Linked DNA regions of Mus musculus: regions 1, 2 and 4 are each linked to region 3. The links are chromatin contacts, called in public Hi-C and promoter capture Hi-C maps. All regions are on one chromosome and are shown on one strand. The core of a region is the stretch at or near the end of the contact, and the rest is flanking DNA. Distances in the headings are between cores, read along the strand shown. Region 1 has its middle 64 kb from the start of Gm31026. Region 2 has its middle 100 kb from the start of Gm31026. Region 3 holds the start of Trpc4 (transient receptor potential cation channel, subfamily C, member 4). Region 4 overlaps Gm31026 (predicted gene, 31026).

Region 1 (7,237 bases), core at 1,748-4,247, 170 kb after region 3:
AACTTCTCCTCTACCCCTTCCTCCTTCTCTTCCTCTTCCTCCTCCTACTTTTCATCCTCTTCTTCCTCCTCCTCCTTCTCCTCCTCCTTCTCCTCCTCCTCCTCCTCCTCTTCCCCTTTCTTCTCCTTTTTCTCCTCTTCCTCCTCCTCCTCCTCCTCCTCCTCCTCCTCCTCCTCCTCCTCCTTCTCCTTCTCCTTCTTCTCCTCCTTCTCTTCCTCTTTATCCTTCTGAGTTTCCTTGTGGAAATTACATTTTAAAAACTCTAGCCCATAAAATAAAGTTAACTTAAACTAAGCTGTGTATGTTTAAAGTGTACTGCTTGATGCTGTTACCCACAGTCTAACAGACACACCCTCTCTACAGAAAGTTATTGACAGTGTCCCCTTCCCCTCACATAATCTCATCACTTTCCTTTCCAAACATGTAGAACAATCATAATGATTGTTTTTACGTGCTAGTCTGAGTTCAGTTGATTTGCCTTCTCATAATGAATCACAGTTTTCTGATTCATTGCATACCTGATATATTATGGGATACCTGCTTCTTTCCTGGGCACTAGTCATTGTGCATATCTCTAAACATTACTGAGCTGTGGTCTACAGTGCAGTTAAGGTACCTGTCATTCTTTGAAGCAGGGCTTGATCTAATTCTAATTATTCCCCATTTCTGAAGCAAGAAAGGTTCTCTGTGTACTTGACCCATTGCCTCATAGATAATTAGGTTTCTCCATTTGTCTGGAATGATTATGTATTACTGTGTCCGGTGTAAATAATAAATGCTGTTCTCCCTAATCTATTGGATTGTTCTTTCCTTGAACAAAAGAATGTTCTCACAAACCTGTGCTGTTCATGACTCCACTTAAACCTTGAAGATCGGCCTTGGTGTTCTCCATGGGTCTTGGTAATGCTCCTTTGTCCAAGTCCCTCTGGTCCTGTGTGACCTCTGCTCCACTTTAGCTCAGGAAGACCATCAAACTGTGCTGGAATCTTTGCCCTTACTTCATGACCTGGAGACTGCCCAGTGGAGCAGGCAGACACTGTCAGGAGCTCAATGTCTCCTCTGTGCGGTCTCACTGCCCTTTCTCCCAAGACACCAAGGCCTTGTTTATCACTGAATTTATAATCCCACTGCAACAAAATCTTAAAGACAAGAAGCCCACAGCTAACAGTGGAAATGTAAACTCAAGGGGAGAATTTACTAAGTGATAGAGGCAGAAATAATAGGACATTGAAATTTGTGCAGCAGAGGGTTGTGGAGCAATCTTCTGAGACAATATAAAAGTTGACAGGGTTTCTTTCAGTCAGGAAGAGTGAGGCCAGGGAGACAATGACTCCATCTTGGATAACCCTCTTTGGATTGTCTCAAAACATCAGTTACTAGGTGCCAACTGTAGATACGTATGTCTTGATTCAGAGAAATCTTGGATTAGATTTGAGTCATCACACAGGTAAAAGGCACAGCCACAGGAATGTGTCAAGCTTCGAGAGGCAGTTAGTTTGATGATGAAGAGGAGCCAGCGCTGTTAAAAGTCCCGCATGATTTAGAAGGGCAAAATTTAGAGAAAGCAACAAAGGGAGGGAGTGTAAGTATGTCTCCTGAGAATTCACACAAATTAGTTTGAACTGCAGTTTTTACAGTCTAAGTAGTGGAACAAAATGTCATAAATAATGGTAACTTAAAGGGGGTTATTTAGTCTAGCAGACTGCAAATGAGGATTAACCAAGCTGAGTCCAATCCCAAGAGACTTGTACACTTGGGAACAATATGAGGCAGGGGTGGAGAATCACTCCTGGGTGAAAAATAAGAGCAAGGTAGAGACCATACTTCACAATGGCTCAGAATGACAGAAAGATAACTGGCTAATGAGATGAAGTAAGCTGAAAACATGTTTTTGGATGGTTGATGAATTTGGTTTTATTTTAAAATAAGATATTGCATATATTTTGTTTTGTTTCTGCTGCTCTCCTCCTGGCCCAGCCCTTATTTAGCTGTCATTAGGAGGACATTTCCTGACCTCCTGACCAGTGTCCCTGAGCCCCCCTAACATAGTGGAAGGATACTTTTAGTCTCGGTCATAGCAAGCCACTCTCTGCTCTCCAGCCTACACTGGAGTCCACATAGCACTGGGAATAGAGGCCAAGATAGAACTGCCTTGGACTTGAACTCTGTGTATATCAGCCTAAAGGACCCTCCACCCATCCTCTGCCCTTGCAGATGTGTCCTCATCAAAGGACAATTGCTTAGACCTAAATGTCAGATCACCTGTGACTTCAAGTTTGTGTTATATTATTTTACCTAGCACTTAAAACGAAGGGAACAGAAACAATACACAATTGCTACAATTATACTGTAATTTAATACTGTAATTATTCTTACATTTTAATTTAAATCTAATTGTAATTTTAATTAATTTCTTGAAATTCATACCGACAACACAACAGGGTCTTCCTCTTGCACTGGTCTAATCTTGGCTAGGAAAACCCTGTCCCCCACAGTGGGTAGGAATCACACTTCTCTTTCCCAAGCATCATATTTTTTGTCTGTGAAAAGATTGGTTATGAAAGATAAACAGTGGCAGGTCAGATTGTTCTCAATTTCTTTTCACTTGGGAGATTCTGATAATACATTTCAGATTATACAATTTATTGTCTCAAAATACCAGTGTTTTTAACGATGGTCCTGCTCTCCTCTACTATCTCAGCTTACAGCGCTTATCAGACTTAAGTGGCTACACGTGCGTCCATCTAAAGATCACCTGGAGCTGTACTTGGTAGGTCAGGGACCTCAGTCTGACCCATGTTTCTCAGGGCTGACATTTATTTATGGCATGGAAGAGACGAGAGTGTAACAGCACATTTGAAAATATCTGCCTAAAAGACAAGAGTTATTGCATTAATTTGCATGTTTCTTTTTAAAATTTAGATGAATGTAAGTATTTATAGAAAGAACAAATGCTTCGAGCTGGCGCTGAGATCTGTCTTCTGTGCGGAACATGGGGTATTTACCCGTCGTGGTGTCTTCGTGTTGGGATTTTTCAAAGAGTTGTAGCATGGTGAATGTACGTGAAAGCTCTGTTGACTCGGCCTGACAGCCCATACTCCTCCATCTAGACTGGAAAGAGAGAGGAAAGAGAACTGAAAGCAAGCCACGGTTTGGAACTGTGACAGGCTGTAAAGGAAGTAGGCTGACAACTATAATTCAGGTTTATACCATATTTGTTTTTGAATTAAAGGCATTTCCATGAAAGTGTAAACCAGAAACAAAATGAGATGGGAAAAAAAATTACCAAATGGAGAAATTTAGTCTCTTCAGTGAAGAAAATAATTGCTACAAGTTCTAAGATATTTGGCAAGAAGATATACAGTGAGAAACATCTGAGCCTGACATTTGTAGCCGAAAACAAAATGAAAAGGCTTAATTTTTAATTCTCTTCCTTCGAAAAGCCTCAATTACATCTTCACAGTTATTGTGCAGATTAAAATATCACACTTTGTGAGGAATAAAATGTTTTGAAAGGCAAGGAACGTTTTCAGCCTGAGTAGACAACAGTGGATAGGAGTCTAGGCTCTGCCAGGTACCAGCTGCCCAACTCTATTGGCCATCCATAGTCTCAGTGTCCTCTTGCCCCAAATGTCAGTAGTGACGCTTGTAGGGTGAGCTTGTTGCCTTGGTCACCTGGCATCCTTCCTAAAGCTCCATGTGCTAGGAACTGGCACATACCTGGAGCGATGCTGGCTCTCGTCAAGGCCGATTCCTTGCAAGGACCTAGGAAGTTTATTTTTCTGTTCTGCTTTCCATGCGATTGTTAACTTATTATACCCAATTAATGCAATTAATAATTAAAATGATCTGTTGGCAGATCAAGTGCTTACTTTAAAAAAAATGAGAATGAATGGCAGCCTTGCCATGGAGCAGAGAGTGGGGAAACAGGAACAGCAGCTCCGTTGAATTGTTCCCATTGTGAATATTACCGTTCATTTCTATTTTAGCCTGTGAGTTTTCAGTAAACACAGCCCCCAGAAGTAATTGCATATTGTGATTGAGACAGAGGTAGGGAGTGCTTAGGATGAATCAGATGTCATAAAAACAGAAACCAGAAGCAAGAAGTCCACTGTGGAAGACTTCAGCAGAGAAAAGCATTTGCGTCCCATTCTAAAAGAAGGGAAGGGTATTCGTTGAAGCCAGGCAGTAGTCATTTAAAGCTTTCCTTGTCTCTGCACTGGAACTGGGGCAGGGCAATCCCAAGAGTCTCAGAAGCTGAGGATTAGGTGCTGACCTGAGATCCATCAAATGAAATGGGGAAGAGTTGGAAGAAGGTCTCGGGAGCAGCGCCTTCCATGTTTTCATCATTGGTTTTAGCTCATCCTTGAGTCACAGGCATTTGATTCTTAAATGTCATTTGTTGTCACTCCCTATGATGGTTAATGTTACCTTCATACTAACAGCAGCTGGCTATCCAAGGAACGTGTCAGTCTTCTTAGACATAACAGATTTTTCTGTGGTGATGATTAATACAGGATGACTCAATGGTATTAGAAGCACACGGTGATTTGTGGTTTTCCCCCAGAACAATTCACCCTTCTTTCTCCTTTCTCCTCCACCAAAGTGTGCCAATTCCCATAGACTTGACAGACAGTTTTACACCAGAAATAGCTACTATTCAAGATGAATTGTCAAAAATGGCCATTGGTTTTACTTATTTCATAGTAGATTTGGTTCATTTTGTAGCTACTAAAAAATAATATGTGCCCTATTTTGTTTTCCATTCAGCAAGTACTGGTTGCGTATTCAACACATATTGCAAAGCAAAAGACGTCAAGAGGCATGGAAATGCCTGTTGTATGGATTTGCATAGATCCTGGCTTTGGTGAGCACAGTATTCTCAGAGTATTTGTAAGCTTATAGACTGTACTGTAGAGATAGGGATAGGCATGAAGAGAAAAGGAAATACTGCGGGGAGATGATACTAAGATACCTTTGAGAAAATTCAGATACTCAACTCAGCCTGATAGGCCAGCTTTAGGCAAAGAAATTGCTTATGGTATAGGAAACCATCCAGTCAGAGAAAATATTATTCTATCCAAACAGTCTCTTCAATTATTTATCAAGTTTCTATGTAAGCACCTCTTCTAAGTTGTGCATCCTCCCTGCATCCCCATTGTCCTTTGCTTATCCCACTTTGTCCCTCTGTTCATCTCCTTTGTCCCCTAATTTTGCCTTGACTTTCATATATTCCAAGACCGTATGTAGATAATAAAGTCATCTATATGACTTTTTATTATCTGCATGCAATCTTGGATCCACAGTGGGAACTAAAGATACAACACTCCTAACTCACTCCATATGATTGAATATGAGCCAGTTGTGATTATAGTCTGCAGTTGCTTACTTGTTCAGGTCTGATCATGTCATTTTCACAAGCAGTTTACAGTCAGGCTGCCTTGGTTGTCAGCATAGACAAATGAAAACTACTGAGGGTGGCTGAATTTCAGGAACCTCAGATGTCAGGTCCCCACTCCCCCCCACCCACATACACACACCAACGTTCAGTATGAGGAACTTTGGCATGGATGGCTAGTTAAAATTACCAAGTGAAGCTGGATGCATAGATCAATTGCAGAGTGCTTGCCAAGCACACACAAGGCCCTGAGTTCAATCCCCAGCATCTCCAAAACTAAACAAAGTAGATGAATTTCCACAGTAAATTGACTATTGTAAGAGCAAGAGGAAAGTATGCATACATTTTTATGTATTAAAATTTTTAATTGATAATTTCATACATGCCTACTGTGACATTTTTATTAAGTCTACCCCCTTTCCCTCTCCTTCCTTCCATTCTTTTCCTATTTCCCACCACTTTCCCCCAACTTCATTTCTTTCTCCGCCCCCCCCATGTGTGTGTGTGTGTATGTGTGTGTGTGTGTTCAGTCCACTTAATGCTCTCTGTATGTGAATGGATGTAGGGCCATCTGCATGAGTGTAGAAAACCTCTAGGGAGCCACATTGCTAAAGAAAACAGATTCTTGCTCTCCCACCAGCCATCAGTCAACAACAGCTCCTCACCTAGGGGTGGGGCTTCAAAAGCCCTTCCTCAACCTATGATGAGACTGTGTCTGGCTTGAGCTTATGCAGGTCTTGTGCATGCAGCCACAGCTGCAGTGAGCTCATGTGGGCACTGACCCTGTCATAGTCAGCACACACTGCTTCTCGGCAGGTGACCTCAACCTCTAGCACCTGCAATCTTTCCACAACATTCTCTCCCATGATGCTCCCTGAGCCTCGGAAGAAACGTGTACGATGCAAGAGTCATATTCAGAGCTGAAAAATCCACATTCTCTTATTTTCTGCAGACTGACTTACATGGGTTTCTATAGTAATAGCTATCTGCTGTGAAAGGAAGCTCTCTGATGAGTGTGGAGAGATGGAGTAATCTATAGGCATTACCTATAGTAATCTATAGGTAAAAACTTATAGGCAGCTCTATTTAATACAATATGTTTTCCACTGGGGTCTATGACCTTTGGCCTAGCTAATTGTATCAGTGGGCTTTAAGATCGATTAGAAAGTATTTGGTTACAAACATAGCATTCTTGCCACTAGTGCTCCAGTGTGATATGTTGCCAAGCTATTTGCTATTTTATACGCCAAGGTTCACGGCTTTGTAGGCCTGTTCATTACTTTGATCCCCTGGCAGCATGCATAGAAACTTCCAGCAGTGTAAGTGCTAAGCCATCAAGTGTGGGTAAAATCTGAAGGCAGACTACCATTGTGTCTGCAAAATCTATACAGTTTGTGAAAATCAAAATGCAGAAAAGCGTGTGCCTCCTTTCATCAACCTTGGCCCACCTTATAGCACTGTGGATGGTCCCATAAAAAGCCTTCACAATACACTGTGCTGTCTTGGTGACTTCTTTTCTCACCCTCCCCCCCCCCACCCCCATCTCTCTCTCTGTCTGTCTCTCATTTTTAGCCACATTAGTTCAGTTTGAAGTGTCCTTTATTTTAAGAATCAAGTTGGCTAAATTTCCAGCCTCCTTTGAGTAAGATTGAAGCCCAAAGGCACCCAAACAAAGAAAATCCAAATCTAGCATTCATTATTCAAGCCATTAAAATGGAATAAACAAGCGAACCAGCCATCTACAAGTAATGTCTTTGGTCTTAGAATTCTGGAGTGCTGAAAGCAGAGTTACCTAGCCAGATCGAGATAACTCCCCTAGGGCATTTTCTTCCCTGCTTA
Region 2 (7,090 bases), core at 403-2,902, 130 kb after region 3:
AAGAGGGCTCAGCTGTTTGCTTTGAACTCAGTTTATATAGCTAAGGGCCAGTGACAAAATCAGAATGACCATAAAGAATTTATGCCTGTGGCTGTACGCCAAGCACAGTGCATTTCAGACAAGCAATATCATTGGGTGCTACATGAACATCTCACCTGATTGCTTCCAAGTTACACCTCTGTGCAAAAGATCTGAGCTGATTAATACCACAATTCTCTTCGCTTCAGTATGTTGAAATATCACAGTCTTGCATGACCTTACAGGGATGATGTCACGAATCCAGCCTATGACCCATGGATCTGAACTCTTAGCTGAGACTCTCCTATAGTCTCCTATATAGAGTGTTCCCCTAGAACATTAAGTTAATGGGAAGGGGACATGGGTTTGCCATCTTCATTCTTGTTCTCCTAATGTTCCAAGAACAGCCTAGAGAAGAGTGTATATTATTATATCTTACTTTATGTGTATGGATGTGTTAAATGCATGTGTGTGCTGGTGTATGCATGTGAGCATACACATATGTACAGGTGTTGACACCAGAGGTCAACACTAGATGTCTTCCTCATCACTCTCTACATTTGTTTGAGACAGGGTCTCTCACTAAATGCTGTCTTAACCATCTGGTCAGTGAACACCTGAGATCTGTTTGTGTCTGCCCTCCCCAACTTGCACCCCAACACTGGGGTACAGAAATGAGCCACCACACACTGATTTTCACATGAGTGCTGGGATCCATACTCGGTCTTCATGCCTTTGCAGCAGTCTTCAGTCACCAGGATATCTCCCTACTCCAACAGCTCTAGATTGTATTTAATAGGAAATATCGGATAAATGCAGGAACTCTTCACGTGAAATGGGTGAAGTAAATCACACAACATGCTCTTCTACCTGGTCACACAAATGACAAAAATAAACGGGGGGGGGGGAGCTTCAGCCACTCCAGCAAAATTTTTAAGTCTACAGTATTTCTGAACCCTCCAGGGATAGCTGGCCCTGCTTGCATTCCCAGTCCAGTCACAGAACAGATCATCGAAGGTGCCACATCTGGATGAGATTGATAGCATCCTGTCGTCTCCCAGGAGCAAACTCGCCAGCTCTTTCCTGCCTTCTACAATCCCTCTGAAGAAAATTGTTCAGAAAGCAGATGGAAAGTATTGTTGAGCAAGAAAGCCCCATCACCTCCTACCCACATTTCCTCCTCTCTCATCCTCTGGGTGACAGTTGGCACCGAGAGAAGCTCATTAAAATAATAAACACGCCTTTTCATTAAATCAAGTACAGATCATAGACTATAAAATGGGAATACTCTGTAACATGTCTTCCTGTGTTTGGATTGCTTAACCAAGTGGGTCCCAAAGATATCACAGAGATAAAAAGATGCTGTCTTCCCAAGTCTTTAAAAACTGATAGAGAAAACGGGCTCAGAAATGTTGTCTTAGAAGAAAATCATAGGTCAGGATCCAAGTAGTTAATAACTCTGTGGGTGAAGGCGCGGGCAGCATGGGGTATTAAAATGTTGGGGTCGGGGCAGATGTAAGGTCCAGGAGTGAACAAGCAGTAGTTCTTGTTGTGGCACAGGGCCTGGGGGAGGGAAGAACTGCAGTCACTCTCGGTGGAAACAGATGAGGTCACACTCCAGGCACTCCAGAGTCTGAAACAGCTGATACTAGAGCCTCATGTCTGGTGAGATGCAGTCATGACTCCCACAACACCAGCAAGTAGAAGGCACTCACTGAACACTACCAACCTCTTTGGGATGTTCATGTTGGCCTTTGTGAGCTTCAAAAAAGGGTATATTTTCCAAGAATAACTTTGCACATGTAATTGTGTATACTGCTAGTAATGGCTATGATTAAACCAGGCTCACAGGTCAGTCCTGTCCTGCATTTGTCCTCTATTCCAGAAGTAAAGAAGGCAACACATTTAGCATACTCCTTTATATTTACAGAAAGATGCTTTATTTTTACCACAAATCCCACCTTTTTCTCAGGTTTTTTCCCTGCCCCTGATGCAGGACAAACACATTCACCCTTTATGAGGTAGTTTTATACTGTGTTTGTAGACAGACGTAAGAGACATTGATTTCATAAAGCTTTTGTTTGTGTTCTTGCCTGTTAGAAGAAAAATACTACATCAACCTCAATTTTCTCACAAGAAGTTTAAATTCAATCCTTTCTAGAAAGAATGAATCCACAAGCCTAAATTTTTGTGTAGGTACAGTTTTTGCCCTGAAATGCATGGCCATGACGTGCTTATGGTTTTCACAGGCATTCTGACACCAGCACTTTGACACTAAGACAAGGGCAACCTACTGCTTGGTAAGCGTTCCTTAGAGCATGCAGACCCACAGATATTTCATAAAGATCTTCTCTCACCCACTTTTCCTTATGCTGAATTCATAAGAATTGTCTATTATTTCTTTTACAATATGAAATCTGGAGATTGGGTAATTATTTTCGATACATTTCCCGTGTGTGAGATGCTCAGGAAAATGGTTTTCCTGTACTTAAGTTGTGGAGAAAATGGAGCCTTTTTCCATTTATAATTTTGTAGCACAAATACTTTTGCCTTGAAGGCTAATGATGACTTAGATGTTTTGTCCTCTCAGGGCTGTTTGCAAGTAGAACACTAACCTGAGCTTGCTCCCTTGGGAAACACTGGGGGGAGTCCAGCTGCCTGGTGGAACTGGGGAAGAGGTAACCTCACTTCACTCCGTTTAGCCAAGCTGACAGTGTGCTCTGCAATACGTGGTGGTGAGATACAGAGGTAAAGAGCTTCAGAAGTTTTTGCTTTTGCCAAATTAGATCCACACCGACAATCGTATGTCTACTATTTCATTGGATCCAAAATAGCATCCTACGGAGAAAACAGGCATGCCCATTCTGCAGCAGGAAGTCAAGGCTTCGGCTACTGTGTACATCCCCAAGTGGTTATCAAAGCACAGATGGAATACAACCCACACCAATTACCCCAGCATCTTCCATACCTGCGCATGTTAATTGCTATCCCATGAGGGTGCGAGGCCTATCAAATTAGACTTGCTTAAAGTGTTTCGTTCTCCAAAATTAACTGAGAAGGTAGAGTCTTCTTTTATTAGAGTGGCTTTTTTCTTCAAATCTTATGACACTAACAGGAAGCCTGCAGAAATTAATAATTGTGCCAGCTATCAATCTTCTCATGCATAAAATTCAAAATTTGTTTCTCTGCCTACAGATGAAATGTCATTTTTATCAAAAGCTAATAATATGCACCCACAAGCATGCCTGTCAACACCCATGAGCCAATCGCAATCTGCAAAAGCTAAAACCGAGTGCGGTATTAGGTTCATTTGAATATGGACAGAAAAATCATAGCGCATTCAGATTGTGTTAAATATCAATATAATTCAGTTTTCTGGTGAATGAGAGACTTCACAGAGAGAAGGAGATTCTCGTGCCTGTGTGGAGGCAGGGCTGGGCTACAAACTGTCTTCTCGCTCTTTCCAGACCTTTCCAGTCTCTCCTCTTCAGTTTCCAGTCTGCACCCAAAGTTGTCCCAGGAGTATTCACTTGTTTACCGGAGCCTATCGTGACTCATTCCAGAAAGTACTTGAGTCTATTTTCAAAGAAAATTTTAAGATGAAATATTCTAGAAATAGGAAAAGAATCCATGTAATCACAGAGTTAGGATGAAAAAAAACCTAGGAATGTTCTATATATTCAACCTTTATCTCCCAAAGGCCCCTGTGCTGAAAGTCCCACCCCAGCCTGGCAGTGCTACTGGAGACTGAAGAAGCTTTAAGGGGTAAAATCAAGGGAAGCTGAGGTCATCATGTTTGTGCCCTGGAAAAGGATTGTGGGAGCATGATTCTATTCCGTGCCTTCTCTTCTCCCCCGGCCCCTTCCTCCCTTCTTCCATTTACTGTGGGTGGTATTGTTCTTAGGCAGTTGGCCCTGGGCTATATTAAAAAAGGAAAAAAAAAAAACAAACTAGAAAAGCATTAGCCTGGCAGTAATGGAACCCGAGAGTAAGACAGTAAGCAATATTTCTCCATGGTCTCTGCTTCCATTTCTGCCTCTTAGTTCCTGGTTTCTGTTTGAGTTCCTGCCCTGACTTCATATATATGAAGAAGTATGTCCTGAAAATGTAAATCAAATGAACCCTTTCCTCCCCCAAGTCGCTTCTTGTCAGAGTGTCTTAGCACAGCAACAGAATGAAGTCAGGACAATATTCTCTATCATCACAGCTACAAAGCAACAGGCTGAGATACTTTCAGGCTGAAACCTCCGACTTGATGACTGGGCATAACCTTCTCTCTCTATAAGCTGATTTGCCTCAGTCATGGTGATAGCTGACAGGCACGGGGTGAGATAACAAAAGCACAGTCTGACAGTCTACATGTATTATTCTTAATTGACTTTCACAGTGGCTTGGAGCTTTGTAATACTAAACTGAAGGTAGCCTCATAAGAAATATATTGTATCCACAGGTAGTAGAACCTGTTGCAGAAGTATGCTTACTCCAGCAGTGGGAGTATCCAAAGCCCGCATTTGTTCTAGCTTAGGCCACCTTATAGAGTAGAGTTGCCCCATCTCTCCCTATGCAGTCTATTCAAATTAACATCCATGGTGAAATTCACACCAGATGAATAAGGTAAGTCTGTAAAGAAGTTTCTTGTGTCCTGAAGAGCTGTTTTATTATACATTCAACAGTGAATCCCTCTCTTGAAGTGTTTTTATAGATATATAAACATACATAGTGGACATGACTCATAATAGCTCTATTGTAAGCATGGTTCTTTAAATATATAATTCACTAATGTGAAGAGATTCTTGACTTCACTTGCCCTGGGTAGTTGGCTAGGTTTTTCAATGCCAGGCATGGTTTCCCTCTTGTCTGAGTCCAATGAGAGAGGTGTTGGTTACTACCAAGATATGCAAGTCACTTACTGTACCTGTCAGGAGCCATCTAAGAAAGGGCAAGTCTAGAAAGTAGCCTTCCTGGAGGTGGCCCACCCTTTTGTATGGACTAAGATGAGTGAGCTCTGAGAGGCAAGATCCCAACCCTATTAAGCAGATATCCTGCCGATCAACATAAGGGTGACCTTTCATGAATTAATGCTGTTTAGATAAATTAATGATTTTATAGAGTTCCTGATTTGATTTAAATAATCTTAGGAAGAAAGTTTTAAGAGATGGCTTTAGTTGTTTGCTAGAAATATATAATAAAGTTAAAAATCAAGAATATAATGTATCCCTTCCTCATAATAAGTAAAGGCTACATAATAAGAAATAAAATGAGTTTTCATAGTCATACAAAAAAGGGAACATTTATATTCAAGGAAAAGCATGTTGGTGCAAGGATGAAACTACAGGTATGCACTATGATAAGGCAAGACCAGATGAAACTGTTGCTTTGAACTTATAATGCGCTTACAGAATTAAACACTGCTTTGAACTTAATATCAATGTCATAACTCCCATTTTGTGTAACTATTTATCAATGAGATAATTTTGTAAAGAACAATTGTCTAGAGGGTATAAAAAGGCCAGAGAAAAGAAATAAGGATGGGGCAGCTTTGGAGGGCCCTACCCTATCCATCCTTCCATCCATCCAAATGTATGTCTGTTTGTTTATATGTACACATGTAGGTATATTTGTATGTATGTAAGCATGCATGGGGAGAAGAGAGGCTAGAGATAAATACTTTACCTAATCCCCCACTGTTAAGTACCAGGTGTTCATTCCTCTGAAGCCATCAGCTTCTGTCCCCAGACTAAGAATCAAGGAGAGTAAATATCATTTATAGTAAGTAACTTTTACTCTTAAAAACACAAGTTTTATCCTCTAGCAGATCCTCTGACCCCTTGGCTGCCTTTTAAAGAGAACTTGTGCTCTGGCAAGCTTCCTGCATGTACCCTTAGGGTTATCATGGTACACTAGTCATTGGTGTGGATTATAGGCTTCATAGCTAAGTAAGACTGTTGGTTATTTCTCTCCTGTGGAAGCTTACATGGGACCCCATGATACCATGAAAAGTAGTCTCCAAGGAGGAGATATTGGGAGCATGGTTAGTGTAGCCTCGTGTCTGAAATGAATGATGCACTCAACATTAAAGACTTATCTTCTGCCTCTGGGGATGACCCAAGGAAATGGCAGTAGTAATGTTTTGTGAGTCTCTGGGACAACCCTGACAAATCAGCATAATCCTTAGCTGCATTCTAAAACTGTGTCCCTCTACCCACACATAACTGTAGTCTTTATCTCATATCAAGGAAAGCTTCTCTTTGAAACAGCAGAGACCAGTACAGAAATCCACAACCAATCACAATGCAGAGTTGTGGAGCTCAGTAGCAACAGATGCATGTGTAATGCAATCCTCCCATCTAAGGCTCAGGGAACACTGCAGAAGAAAGGGTGGAAAGACTGTAAGCACCAGAAGATTTGGAAGTTTGCCTCAAGGTTGAGTCTCCTAGCAATGTCAAGTTATGCACAGAATGTCTCACCAACAGGACTGCCTGAAAGACACACAAAAAAGGAAAGCAACAATATGCATGCTAACCTGGGATGGACACACACACACACACACACACACACACACAGAGCAGGCAGTGGAGGTATTCCAAGAGCAGGAAAAACAGTCCTCTCCAATGTCTTAGTCAGGGTTTCTATTCCCACACAAAATATCATGACTAAGAAGCAAGTTGGAGAGGGAAGGGTTTATTCGGCTTATATTTTCAAATTGCTGTTGATCACCAAAGGAAGTCAGGACTGGAACTCAAGCAGGTCAGGAAGCAGGAGCTGAGGTAGAGGCCATGGAGGGATGTTTCTTACAAGCTTGCTTCCCCTGGCTTGTTCAGCTTGCTCTCTTAAAGAACCCAGAACTGCCAGCCCAGGGGTGGCACCACCCACAATGGTCCCTCCCACTCTTGATGATTAATTGAGAAAATGATTTACAGTGGGATCTCATGGAGGCATTTCCTCAAGGGAGGCTCCTTTCTCTGTGATAACTCCAGCTTGTGTCAAGTTGACACATAAAATCAGCCAGTACACTCACTCCAGAGAATACTGACTGCTCACCCAATACAACGGACAGCCCCTGAAAACTTAT
Region 3 (6,638 bases), core at 1,420-3,919:
GTATCATAAAAAATGATGGTATCAAAATGCAACATGTGTGTGTGTGTGTAGTTTCTGCTTATCATCTTCAGTTCAGGAACAATGATTTTTAAGGCCAGTTACTGCAAGTCAGGTTTTAGTGCCATGTACTTCAGGCAAATACCAGTAGACAGGATCACAGAGCACTGAAAAACAGCCCATTGGCCTTATATATCCATTATAGCATGAAATGACACAATAGGTTATGAACCATGATGCGTTTCTGTCCTCTGGGTGTGGATGCTTAACCAGACAGGTTTTTAGCTCTTTGGTTAGATGCGGTTCTTGGAGTTTGAAGCACATACACTAAACAAGAATGACCTTCAAAGGTCCACTAAACAGAAAGGATAGGCGGACAGTTTTCATGGTTCCAAGCCTCTATAAAATATGAACTGATTCAGGTTCTACTCTGTGAAAAGCTATCTATCCCGAGACTGTTTGGTTCTTTGAAACAGCCACTTTACACATCCCGTCGGCTCTTTTCATCTTGGCTGTCTAGAAATAAATGCAACACAAATATGAATAATATAAGATTATTTAAAACATGGAAGCCTTATAAATCTAGTCCCTCTCATATCTCTGAGAATGACTGAAAAGAAGAAAACTGAGATGTGCTTCATTTCTTAAGATCAGAGATTCTTACAAAAGCTATCAATGCGTGGCAGCTTCAGCTAAGAGATGTTTGTTTCCTGTCCAGCTTTGATACCTGATGCTTCTGATGAATGCTCCTTCCAGATCACACTGATAAACTTTTCTAAGTTCACACTTGCAAATCTTTTCCTCGTGATATATCCCCTCAGAGGACCATGGGCAACTCTGATGTCTCTCTTTCACCAACCTGTAGGTTTTTGGCCCCTTTGCCTTTCTTGGCTTAAGTCTATCCTTCCTCCTCCTCCCACCAGTCAGTGTAAAGATTCAGATCAAAGTTCAGGCAAGGCAAAGCTGCTCCTTGCAGTCTTTCTCTGAAACCGTGCACATGCACTCTCCCTCCCTCTCCTTGCTACCCTTTTTAATCCAAGTTATTCATATATCCTTTGATGCCCATTTACCTTGCCCGGGCTGACTGATTGATCCTGGTTAACCACAGCATTGATTTGCAGAGATTGTAAAGACCTTCATTCACTTTACCCACGTTAAATTCAATTTTGATCCTAATTCTGAGTTTCGGACAGGATTACCCCTATATCTTACTACTTTGTTTCTCTTAAGAGCTGGATGTTTCCTGGTTTACTGTCCAGATGAACAGAAGTAGGCGTTACAAATATAACTTTAAATAGCAAATCGTAACACCGTTAACATAACCGCCAACTCCTACTCTCGGTGTCTGAGTCTTTAAAAAAAAATCCTCTGCTAAATCTTTTATTCTTCCTAAAGAATTTTTAAGTACTTTGCATTGTGATGACTACGAGAGAAAAGCCAGCGAGCCTATGAACCTCGGTGGTTTATTTTATCACAGTTTTACAAATCTGTTCGAAGATTTCATTTTAAAGGCACAGTGACAGCGTTTTCTCTCTCTTCCCACTCGTTTGGCTTAGTAGCTTACTCCCTCCGTAAGTAACTTGATAACCTTTTATAGCAGCCAGCGGTATTTAATGATAATGCTCCCCTGGGAAAAACCGCAGTGGGCAGGGATACACCACAGTGGCTGGAGAACACTGGACACATGGTCTTTGGTCCCTCTGCCCAGCTCACCTCCACCCTCATGTCTCTATCTTTCTCTGTCTCTCTCTGGAGTCACAAAAGGCAGTTCGCAGCTGGAAACAACAAGTTGCGCCATGGATTCAAGCTATCTACTCAAGTAGCAAGCAGAGTCACTGGTTCAGCTGGAATCTCAGTTGCCAAGCGAACTAGGAACCCCCAAACCTGGTCCAACCACAAGCTTAAAAGTGCTTTTGCTGCTTGACAGAGGAAAATGACGCAGAGGGGAATGAACCCACTGAACAGCGGTCGCTGTCCTCCCTTCGTGCCCTCAGCTCGTTGGAGAGTCATAGAGCTCACCTTACGTGCCCAAGGACCATGTCATTTCCATCCTCTCCAAACGTCCAAACGCGCACGGGAGGTTGTACACAAGCACCGAGCTCCCCAGCACCGCGGGGATAAGGGCTGATCCTTTGTTTACCATGTAAATCACACCGGGGGTTCGCTCTTCGTCCTCACCCCTGCCTCACAACGCGATACAGAGAGAGCCTGGAAGCACCCCCAAACTCCCCCTTATCCCAGGTCATCCAAAGAAAGCTTCGCGAAAATCTTTCCCCGAACCTTAAAAAAGCAACCTTTTTAAAAAGAAGAAGAACCTTAAAAAGCTGCTGCACCCTGGTGACTCGCGTAAGCCCCCAGGGATACCCGCCTCCTAGCAGGGAGCCTGCTTCCCAGTCGGCTTAGGAAACTTAATCAGTATCCCAGATGTGAGGCCCGCGTCTGGAGCGCGGAGCCTGCACCCTCTCTTACCCGCAAAGTTGCAATCTGGTGGTTGAAGTGACCGAGGTGGGCTCGGCGAGCGCGCAGCACCAGTGCTGTGCCTGGTGCTAGCGCAGCTGGTCAGTTCCGATGGGGTTTCCGTAGTCGCTACCGAGTTTTTTGGAGCATTCCAAGGGGGAAAAAAACCCGCACGAAACCAGAGCCCACGCAGCTGGCACAGAACTGGGCGGAGTGAGGATGCTGGAGAGCCAGAGCAGGGGCGCGGGGGAGGGGCAGCCCAGGAGGGGGCGGGGTGCCCAGGACGACAGCCTCGCCCACCAGGCACTGATGCTCTCCCCACCTATACCCCCGGAAAAGTTGCGTTCCCAAGGTGGCCAAAGAGCAGCCTGGAGGACCGCCCCCACCCATCCTGGGTCTGCCCGAATGGATGCGCATCCCACGCACCTCCCTAGGAGCGGGTATAAAGGACCCACAAACACCTCAACGCGCCACCCGGGAGCATCTCTCCAGGTCAGTCAGCAAGCAGGGTGGCTCGCCATATGTCTGCTTGTCACTCAGCTAAGTGGTGGTCAGGACAGACCCGGAGGTCTTGGGTGTTTGGCATACACAGATCAGGGCTTGGTGTAGCCCAGGAGAAATGCAAAACTTCACTTGTCAACCGAACCCAACCCTGGAAAGCCCTGCTCCAACCATACTAAGCAGCTGGTCAAAGGATTGGAACAAATTGTCTCTCCCCCTACCCAGCCCTGGCAACTCTTGTAGCCGCCCTGGACTCCTGGCACCCCCTTCCCTGTCCTCAAGGTGTCACACTTGCCTTGCTAGTGCAGGGATGTGCTTGCCACTACCATCAACAATCCAGACAGTGGCAATAAATAAATGATAAGCCCCCAGCATCCCATCCACTCCTACCTGGCTCCCTCTAAACAACTGGCAATCAAGATTCCCACGTATTTAATCCCAAATTATGGGCCAGCGTAGGAGCTGGAGGTCCTGGTGGCTGCAGGTGGGCATGTTGGTGAACGACGGTGTCTGCCACCGGACTCAGCATCTCTAACTCTAATCTTGAGCTTCCAGATACAGCTTATCTCTTGGTGTAGTATTCATACACAAAAATAAGATCCAAGTACAGAGGTGGAAAAGTTCATGTAACTTGCCACACCTTTATTGTTCGTGATCTCAAGACCAAGGGACAAACTTAGCAGTGCGTTTGCCAAAAGGCTTCAGCCCCCTCCTACCTTCACTTCTCGGGTTTCTTTTTCAGAGCACAGGCGGTTGTGAGCTCCCCCCATCGCCTGTAAGCATCCCAGCAGCAAGATTTAATAGACTCAGGCTCACTCTGCGTTTCTGAACGTCAGATGAGTGAGGTGGGTTTTTTTTTTTTTCCGTTTCGTTTTTTTGTTTTTGTTTTTTAAGGGTAATTGCAGAGTAAGGAGGCTTTGTTGACTTTGGAGTGTACTCTTTGGAGTGAAGGTTTTGTTTTGTTGTTCTTTTCAAAATGCTGTTTGTAGTTGTCAAGTTTTCTTTCTCCTGAGCTAACTGCTCCTCTCATAGGTCAGCATGACCCCTAGAGTGATTTTGAGAGAGCACAGCCCACAGTCCGTCCCACAAAATACCGAGGCCTTTACAGTACACCAAACAAACCTGTACCAGAAAACTGGATGAGCAACAGAAGAACTCCATCCCTACCCCGAATCCCTCTACAGATCTCCATAAATGTGTGTCAACATCTTTCAAAGGTAGTTTTCTTGTCTTAGCATTAAACACTGGATTTTATAAAATATGCAAAACACATCACTCGGTAGACATGGAGATGAACTTTACAATAAATCTAAACCTACTTTCTACTGAAGAAGAAAAGAAGAAAAACACACATCGACATCTGTTTGGCGTGGTACAACTGAAACTACTTCTTTAAAAAAAAATTTCACAAAACCTGTTTTTCTTAATGATCAGTAAATGTATAAAAACCAAACCTGGAGCAGACATTGGTTGAAGAAGTGTTTCTGCTAAAATACAGGCTGTCATGAGTGTAGGTCCTTAAGACAGGTTTAAGGATGCTTGAAAAGGAACTCAACACTTGAGATCATCCACACAGCTCTCTTAGGGCTCTTACTTCTTCATAGCAGATACCATTTTTTATCATGATATCAGAGACAGATATTTTTTCTAGTCTTCCCTAATTTGTTATTCTTCCCATAAGAAAGGTGGATGTGAGTCCACAATAAAAACAAAATAGAAAAAAAAAAAAAAAAAAAAAGGAAAGCAAAAGCAAAACCTTGAGGACCACAAAACGCACACCAGCATCATCGGCGTTTGCTCCTAGCAGCCTGTGTTCCCTTGGAAGGAAGAGCAATGGACCACAAACCCTCCTCAGCAGCAGCGTGTGCAAGTCTGGATTGCCGTAGCTGTGCTTGTGATACATGAAATGATTGGTAATTATACAAAAAAAAAAAAAAAAAAAAAGGTAAGGCATTTAAACAGTCTGGTGAGAAGAAACCTGTAAGTCCTTAAGCTGCAGGTCAGTGGGGCCAAAGGAATCTACACTCAAGCAGATTTGTTTATTTGGAGTTTAGGTTTGTGTCTGATTCAAGGAAAGAAGAAGTTACTGTTGCCTTGAAATTAGCAACAGGAAGTAAACCAAGGAATGGCAGCGGTAAGGCAGTTACATCTAGTGCCTATTCACACTTCAAACAGATCATGAAGTTGGGATCACTGTTGTTTGAGGAAAGGAATTTTTAACCTCTAAAGTTTCTGTTTTCTCTTCAGGAGCTACAATGTGTATAGTTCTTTCTTTGAAAACTGAAGAAGAAAGAGACAACGTTACAGGCACAGAGATATGGAAAACTCACTTCTGCCAAGGACCATTGTCATGGTTTTCTGTGATAGTGAGGCATTCATGAAGAATGCCATTACTGTCTCTCTCTCTCTCTCTCTCTCTCTCTCTCTCTCACACTATATATATATATATATATATATATATATATATATATATACACATACACACACATATGCACCATTACCTACCATGCATGTATAGTAGACTTCTCTCCATATATATATATATATATATATATATATATATATATATATTCTCCATATTATATATATATAATTTTCCAAAAATGATTTTTCTAAATCATCACACAATTCTATGAAGATTTTTAAGTCATAGAATTGCTATTTGTTTTGAAACTTTTATTCCTTATGAGAAAACACTGTCATGATATTTGATATTTGACAATTCGTTTATTTAAATTTATTGCGTTTAAATTGACATTTGCCTATGTGTACATATGTATACCATGTGAGTCTCCAGAACTTCCTGAGAAGGTGACAGCAGAGCATGGAATCTCCTGGAACTGGAGTTGCAGACAGTTGTGAGCCACCGCATGGGTGCTGGGAACCAAACCTGTGTGTGTGTGTGTGTGTGTGTGTGTGTGTGTGTGTGTGTGTGTGTATCTAAATTTATTTGTCAGGTACATTTTTACTAAGGAGGCCATGAGTCAACATGCAGGAACATCTTAAAGAAAGCTTGTTTGGGGAACTTAAGGAACAGTCACCACAGAACCTGTACTTACTCCTAGGTTCACTGTTGCTTTTCATTTACTTTCATAAATTTCTTATTCGGGGTGAGCGGATGCATTTCTATTTGATACATTGATTATCAAAAAGGAGAATTATATTTTAATATTTCATCCTTTGTTTATGTTTGTGAATTTGGACTCATTTTAAACAATGAAGTTTTGTGCTATTCCTCTGCTCCACAGTGAGAGCTCTTAATACATTAACATATGAATGCTTTCCTATACATATTTATTTGAATGCGGCTCTGCAGACCCTCTATGGAAACAATTGTTTACCAGCCCAGCCCAGCCTTATGATTCATCCCCTGTGGTACATTAAAGAATTCTATCTCAGTGCTGGAGAGCAGATGGCTCAGCAGTTAAGAGCACTGACTGCTCTTCCAGAGGTTCTGAGTTCAATTCCCAGAAACCACCTGGTGACTCACAACCATCTGTATTGGGATCCAATGACCTCTTCTGGTATGTCTGAAGACAGCGACAGTGTACTCACATACATAAAATAAATAAATACAGTTATAAAGCAAGGATTCTACTTCAAGTGCAAGTTCGTGCAAGTTCCTCATCACCACTGGTCTCCACTCCACCCTGGAGGTACATGATGACCTACAGTTCACCTTT
Region 4 (6,865 bases), core at 3,973-6,472, 220 kb after region 3:
AAGAATAAAACTGAGCATGGTAAAGAATATGTCTGGTAGAAACAAGCACACATGAAAACAATGCTCTAAAATTCTTATTCACATTGTCAAGTAGCTAACAAACACAGCCCAAATATTCTAAGAGAAAAGATCGTAATGTCACAGAAATTATGAAGTTGTAACGTTAAAGCCATAATTGATTGACATTTGATTTAGCAGATTTGGATTTTACAATAACTGCTTAAAGACCAATCAAGATGATGAAAAATTTAATGGCATTATGGGAGAAATAGTAAATGTGTTATGAGAAACTAGAGAATGCTGTCTTTGGGACTCTACCCCTTGATCCGTGATATTGTCAGGATTCAGGTAAGTTTGAGGCGCTTGTCTATGATGTCTACAGTAGGCATTGTTGGAAGAATATGTATTGTGTGGGAAAAACACAGAAATGTACTCTATCAAGTGTAAGTATAGATAACTATTGTCTTTTTTCTGTACATATTCAGTATTGTGTGCAATTTTAAATATTCCAATATTAAAATGAACACAAAAGATTAGCAGAGAGAAAAACCACCACATATTTTTTAATCAATGCAGAAAACAATTTGACAGCAACCATTACTCATTTGTGATTTAGAAAATATTTCCTAACAAACCATAAAACTACATTGTTTTTAAAATGCAAAAAGCACAGTCTTAAAGCCAGGTGTTTATCACAGTCCTGATTTTAAGCTGGCCTTGAAAATTCCTGGCTGCCATATTAAGTGAAGTTTAAAATAAGTATTTTTAAAATTTGAAAGGGAAAGAGCAATATATCCTTATTTCAAAATGACAGGACCTAACAGCCAAAGGATCTCAAAAAATGCAAGAGAAAAATACTCAGAATTTTTAACTGAATATAGTATGTGGTTTTCCTAGACTTGATTTTGTTAGAAAATAAAACTTTTATGTAGGAATCAAGAGTATTCCTCTAAACCAGCAACAATCATGGAAAAAGACTTGCTCAAAGATGACGATATTTGATGACATCACAACTTGTTAAGGATATATTTTGTCACTTTAAGTCCAGAATGCTAATAGAACTGTGTGTGAGTGTGTGTGTGTGTGTGTGTGTGTGTGTAAAACAAGAGTCTCCACTAAAATGCATTATAACTTTGTATAAAACAACTAAGGAAGCAGCCTGTTTTTTTAATGCAGTACAAAGGGATAGCTATCATTTCCTTGTTACTGAAAATGAATATAATGACACTGCTTAAAAGTAAACAGTGCACACCTTTAGCTAGAGACATACAGGACAACCTATATGTCGCATTGAGAAGTATTTTTCAAGATACAGATTTTGAAAGAACAGAGCACAGAGGACTCTGCACCAAGAGAAGGATAGCAAGGCTATGCCAGTAACGTGCAGACAGCTAAATGCTCATCCAGCTGTGAGTAAGGGATCCCTCCACTGGGTTTAGTGATGTTTTTTAGCTGTAACTCTCTCTCGGATCTTCATAGCAAAAGGTTAGTAAAAGTAACAATTTTGGCCTGGGTCATACACAAAACTGATCTTCAGTCTTCGCCTTCAACTCCAAATCGCTAAATTATGGAAATTAAAAAGAAATCCAGAGGGCTGATGGGATGGCTCAGCGTGTAAGAGCACTGACTGCTCTTCCGAAGGTCCTGAGTTCAAATCCCAGCAACCACATGGTGGCTCACAACCACCTGTAATGAAATCTGACACCCTCTTCTGGTGCATCTGAAGATAACTACAGCATACTTATTTATAATAATAAATAAATAAAAAAAAAAACCAACCAAAACAAAAAACAAAACAAAAAAACTGGTTGCTCTTCTAGATGTTCAGTTCCTGGCACCCACATGGCAGCTCACAACTGTGTATAAATCCTGTTCCAGGGGATCCAACACCCTCATGCACATATACATGCAGTCAAATCATCAATGTACGTAAAATGAAAATAGTTAATAAAAAAAGAAATCAAGAGAAAATAATTAATTGTGTTGAAAACACTTAAAAGGGAAAAAAGCTAGCCCATTGGCAAAAAGTTTCTTAAGCACTACAGATCTTAAGCAGCAAAATAATCTGTTACAAACTCTCCTGTAAAAATTCACATTATTAATAAAATAACTACTCCTATTAACTTAGACCATGGCAAGAAACATATTTTTTGTTATTTTGGAGTAAATTATAAATGAAAGATTGTATCTAATAAACTTTTAGAGAATTAAGACACGTTGTTCTTAAAGTAACATGAAGTAATAACTTGTCTAAGATATATTAAGCATTATACTACATATTTTGGCAAACTTGTCTTTCCTTTACAAATAATGGGGGAAAATTAAATAGTTCATAAAGCTTCCCTCCAGAACTGAGTAAATATGCAACAGAAAGCCTAAAATTGCAGTGCTAGCTTCTGCTGTGAAACTAAAAAGAGTAATGGAGAGAAAAGTACTTACAAACTAATTATACACTTTCTAAGACTCTGCTGTGTAAAGTGTAGGACGCATCTAGCCTGCCGTCTATGAAATCCCTATCATTACAGGGAAGGAATGAACTCAGGGTGAGCTAGACCAGGCTTGTGTATACATGTTGAAACACTTCTAGGCTTCAACGTGAACATCTGTAAAAATTATACAGTCTGAAACAGAAAGCACAGAAGTCTGCAACCGAAATTTGGAATATCTGATATTTAGCCTGTCCTCCACATCTTTTGTTTTCTATGGCAACTTACTATTAACCTGACTATAAAATTCATCTTCCTTTTAAGTCAGTGACCCAAGGATAGGTAGAATCAGACAGCTCTCTACCTCTAACTGCTGAACTGCCACGTAGAAATATTTCAGCCCATACATTGGCTATGAATTATTAATTCCCTCATTTGTTTCAAGTATATTTTAATTGGCAAATGCATCATCCATATGCCATTCCAGATGTTGAGCTGTAGAAGTAAAGATATTGAGATCCCTGCTCCCACAAAATTTTGTTGATAATGCTTTACAGTTTAGTCACTGTGAGGGTCAGGTCTGCATAGTTAGTTCTACAAGTTTGAAAGGAGCTAGGACGTGAAGACAGATGTGCTCAACCTGAAGACAGATGTGCTCTGCTTTGGGATGGGGAAAGCACAGTTTATTAGAGCACTGTACTACCTATACAGAGTTACATTGTCCTGAGAGTGGAACTGGAGATACCTAGAACCTTATTCAGCTCTGGGAAACGTCCTTCGATTCAGTGATTGCATTGATGATCATGTGCTACTCTGTAGAAAAATCAACATTCTATGTTTTATATTGGCAGATCTAATTAAAGAGTCTGTTTAAAGGCATCTCCATGTGCCTATACTAGGAACAAAGATATAATGATGAGTAAGGCCATATTTCCTATGTTTGTCCCCTCAACAACTAAGAGTCTAGTGGGAGCACTACACACACACACAGAGAGAGAGAGAGAGAGAGAGAGAGAGAGAGAGAGAGAGAGAGAGAGAGAGACAGACAGACAGACAGACAGACAGACAGACAGATGGACAGACAGACACACACACACATTATCATCATCAATCATGATCCTAGCACGGCAATCACAGGCAGTTTTCTGCACAGTGACACATACCCAGCCACTTCTCATGCATCAGAAACAGCCAGTCTGCAGCAATAAACTGAGTCACAGGAACACAAAAAGGGGGATGCTGGCTGTCCCCTTTATGGAGACTCTGGAAACCTCAAAGAACTTGCTGTTAAAGAAATGTGTACAAAGCCACCAGATTCTGTCAGCTATCAAGGAAAGGAGAAAGCAAATGCCCTTTTTTCAATATTTTCATCTCTGACTGAAAATGTCTTGAAACTTCCTCTCTCATCACTTGCAGAACTCCTTTCCTGCCGATGAACCAGGATGGGCTAACTTCCTAGAAGATCAACGAATGTGCAGAGCAAGCCCCAGTGTCCCAGCTTATCCAGCATGGCGTTTAACTATAAACACAGCATAGACCCAAGAGAGAGCAAGAACTGAAACATCTAGTCATGCTCAGTTCCAACTGCCAATCTTCAGACACGTGAGATAAATGGGTACTGTTTTAAATCAGCAACACTTAAAACTATTGTTTCACTTCATTCTATGGTCATTTGGTGGTGGTGGGGGGTGTCTAGGGAACTTTATTGATGATATTCAAGAAAGTAGGGAGGACTCCCTAGGCCCCTCCTGTTGTTAAGGGGGTCTGGGATGGAAATTGAGTGGGAGATGCTAAATGTTGGGGTTAGTTTAACTCAGCCTCTCAAACCCCAAGTGAAAAGGGAAATGAGGCTCAGGTCACTGAATACATGAGGAAAGCAAACTTAGATTTGAGGATTGCAGGAAAAAAATGATGCAGAGGTGTTCATTGTTAAATCATAAATATCTGCCAATAATTAGGATCAATTAACAAGTCATTCTCACATTACCATCAAAATGCTGTTAGAATGTGGGGTACGTTGTTAAGAGAGAGGAAGGGAGAAGAGCTCTATAAGATCATCTAATGGAAGCATGCAAGGGTGCTAGCCGTTCCTAAACTACCTCAAGCAATATCATATAAGCACATTTATCACAGGAACTTAAAAGTGATTTCATTATTTAATTATGAGGGAATGTTGAAATTTAGAAAAAAAGGTTATAAGTGAGATGCCTTAGGCAAAACCCCTTCAGAGTTGACTTTGTTGTACACAACATTGGTTATTGAACAGCCGTGTGTTGGGTCACCAAACATCTGTCTGATTTACACATGACTTATATGCTTTAGTAATGTGTTTTCCTGGCATTTAGGTGACCTTTAAGGCCGGCGTGGCTTAATTTTAGTTTGTTTCATTATTAGCTCCTGGTTACTCTGATTTTGAACATGAACATGGATCAATGCTGGGAAGAAAACAGAATACTTGATAGTTTTAGAACGGCCAAGTGAAAGGGGGAGCTCACAGGAGAGGCAGCATGGTAGATGGTGCCTCTAGTGAGCCCATAGGGAAGGCACAGCCTCCTGATGCTGAGGAGACATGAATGTGGGTTTGCTGCTTTCAGACAAACACACAACTCTGAAATCACTGCAACAGTGAGTCCAGGGGTCTTCACATCACATCAGTGCTTCCTATCCTCTACAGATCTGCTGTTTTCTTCACTCTCCTGTGAGTCGCTTCATCAACTCCCTTAACTCTCCCGAGCAGCGCCCACACTTTCCCTAATTACTGAAAACATTCATGACTCGACAATAAACGTCCCTGTCATCCCCTTTCCTAAAATACCACATCTATTTCTGCTTCTTCCAGTGGATGCAGTTGGCTACACTTACCCGCTCCTTTCACTCAGATAATGTTTAAAGAACTGATGCTTTAAACAGCTTTAGAAATTGTCTCATTTTGTACCTTTGTTTTCTAGACTTAAGAGGCACTGGTAGTGCCAAATTAATTCATTTAAACATTCCTCATTTTCTATCAGTCGGTTGTAGAGTTAGCTATTTGAGTGTATTTGAGTGCAAGGAAAACACTTTTGCTTTGGCTTGCAGAAGACACTGGTTTTTCACTTGACTTCTAAACATACCATTTCTTTCCCAACTCCCATCATTTCTTCTTGGTCTCATCTCCTTTACTGACATTTCAGGTTGGGGGTTTTCAATTCTGCCTCCTCTGCATTCAGTGACTGTACCCAGAGCACCTTCCTCATGCTCACACTTCCTGCTCACCCACCTACGTGCACAACTCTACCTCCACCACTATCCTAAGAATGCCAGCCCCAAGTATCCTACTTAACCCTAAAGAGGCTGGAGAGACATATGTAAATGCAGAATTTCCATCACCTCTCCATGTGAACACATTTCTCAAACCATGTTTTCTAGCTCGATAAAAACACCTCCATTCAGCTATGTGGGAAGTGGGGGGAGGACAGGGCAGAGGGGATTAACCTACAGAATCATTCCTTTATGATAATGTCTCAAGCACCATATATGAAGAATCCTGGGATTCTATCCAATGTGACAATGCTGATCCAAGCTAACATTGCATTACCTCCACTCCAGTGTACCCCACACAACTCCCAGAAGATGCTCACCACTTAGAAACCACATGCCTTCAAGCACATCTCAGCTCTAAGCTCTCCACACAGTTACCTGTCACTTGTAGGATGAGATACTTTAATCTATGGTTGGGGGATATGCTTCTGTTGTCAAAGCTTGCCTAGCAGGATGAAATTGCCTGGATTTGATTGCCAGCACCTCAGAAAACTAACATAGAGGTGTAAAATAGAAAGCTACTTCATCTCTACCAGAGCTTTCAAGGTATCAGACTCCTTGAAGACGCCTCTGGCTCCTCCCCCATTTTTGAACTGCCTTACTGTAGAGCCTTTTAGGATAGTTTTTTTTCCTTCAGAACATCCTTTGCTCTCTGAAATTGAAATGGCTGCCGGGTCAGATAATTCATATGCCTGCGGGCCTTCTCAGCTACTTTGAAAGAACCTCCCAGAGTGCCAAGAGTAAAATGCCTCCTGACTCTTCTACTTCCCTAGCTGCCTTGGCTAAAATGGCACCTCCAATTCCTTCCTACCATAGCTAAAATGGCACCCTCAACTGTTCACGGACTTTGACTGCCATAGCTAAAAATGGCAGCCCGGACTCTTCACATTCCCTGACTGCCCTGACTAAAGTGGAATCCCTGACACATCACCTTCCTGCCATGACTAAAAGGTACTTGACTCTTCTCCTTTCTTGGCTGCCTCATCTAATATGCCACCCCAGACTCTGCCTTCCTGATTTCTGTTCCCTCTATTACTTAAGAGTGATTCCTTGAGAATGCTATCAGAGCCTGGAGTTATCTTGCAAGCTAAATGCGGAGGAACCTGGGTCATAGATGGTATCATAATCAATTAGTCATAGCC

The links. Promoter capture Hi-C pulls out the DNA fragments that hold promoters and counts their contacts. A called contact is a pair of places that touch in the nucleus more often than the background predicts.
Region 1: a promoter capture Hi-C map of hippocampal neurons shows a contact between it and region 3, with 6 times the contacts expected there. The contact joins the enhancer-like site here to the promoter of Trpc4 in region 3. A contact is called at or near these places in 1 of 39 promoter capture datasets (hippocampal neurons), 2 of 15 datasets of contacts at CTCF or cohesin (large pre-B cells and pro-B cells), 7 of 484 Hi-C or Micro-C datasets (cerebral cortex, cortical neurons, embryonic stem cells and 3 more), 5 of 115 datasets of contacts at active chromatin or transcription factors (the 230-238 cell line, embryonic forebrain, forebrain and 2 more) and 3 of 9 other capture datasets (adipose tissue, embryonic stem cells and pancreatic islet).
Region 2: a Hi-C map of uterus shows a contact between it and region 3. The contact joins the enhancer-like site here to the promoter of Trpc4 in region 3. A contact is called at or near these places in 1 of 39 promoter capture datasets (hippocampal neurons), 6 of 484 Hi-C or Micro-C datasets (cerebral cortex, cortical neurons, uterus and 1 more), 3 of 115 datasets of contacts at active chromatin or transcription factors (forebrain, large pre-B cells and neural progenitor cells) and 3 of 9 other capture datasets (adipose tissue, embryonic stem cells and pancreatic islet).
Region 4: a contact with region 3 is called in a Hi-C map of cortical neurons, with 4 times the contacts expected there. The contact joins the enhancer-like site here to the promoter of Trpc4 in region 3. A contact is called at or near these places in 2 of 39 promoter capture datasets (embryonic stem cells and hippocampal neurons), 1 of 15 datasets of contacts at CTCF or cohesin (large pre-B cells), 4 of 484 Hi-C or Micro-C datasets (cerebral cortex, cortical neurons and embryonic stem cells), 2 of 115 datasets of contacts at active chromatin or transcription factors (SST interneurons and forebrain) and 1 of 9 other capture datasets (pancreatic islet).

The regions. Positions count from the first base shown.
Region 1 is chr3:53,984,846-53,992,082 of GRCm38.p6, reverse strand. No RefSeq gene overlaps it. Among named protein-coding and RNA genes, the nearest start is that of Gm31026, 64 kb to the right of the region's middle. Within about 2 kb of position 2,997, at least 22 of the 459 cell types and tissues checked have an H3K27ac peak or open chromatin away from gene starts, as enhancers often do. A contact at or near this core is called in cortical neurons, hippocampal neurons and pro-B cells, where this site is marked.
Region 2 is chr3:54,022,118-54,029,207 of GRCm38.p6, reverse strand. No RefSeq gene overlaps it. Among named protein-coding and RNA genes, the nearest start is that of Gm31026, 100 kb to the right of the region's middle. Within about 2 kb of position 1,652, at least 9 of the 459 cell types and tissues checked have an H3K27ac peak or open chromatin away from gene starts, as enhancers often do. A contact at or near this core is called in adipose tissue, hippocampal neurons and uterus, where this site is marked.
Region 3 is chr3:54,152,088-54,158,725 of GRCm38.p6, reverse strand. It overlaps Trpc4 (transient receptor potential cation channel, subfamily C, member 4), which reads right to left and starts at 2,669. Exons shown (of 11, transcript NM_016984.3): 1 at 2,467-2,669.
Region 4 is chr3:53,930,293-53,937,157 of GRCm38.p6, reverse strand. The region is part of intron 2 of Gm31026 (predicted gene, 31026); the gene reads right to left. Among named protein-coding and RNA genes, the nearest start is that of Gm31026, 8.9 kb to the right of the region's middle. Within about 2 kb of position 5,222, at least 7 of the 459 cell types and tissues checked have an H3K27ac peak or open chromatin away from gene starts, as enhancers often do. A contact at or near this core is called in SST interneurons and cortical neurons, where this site is marked.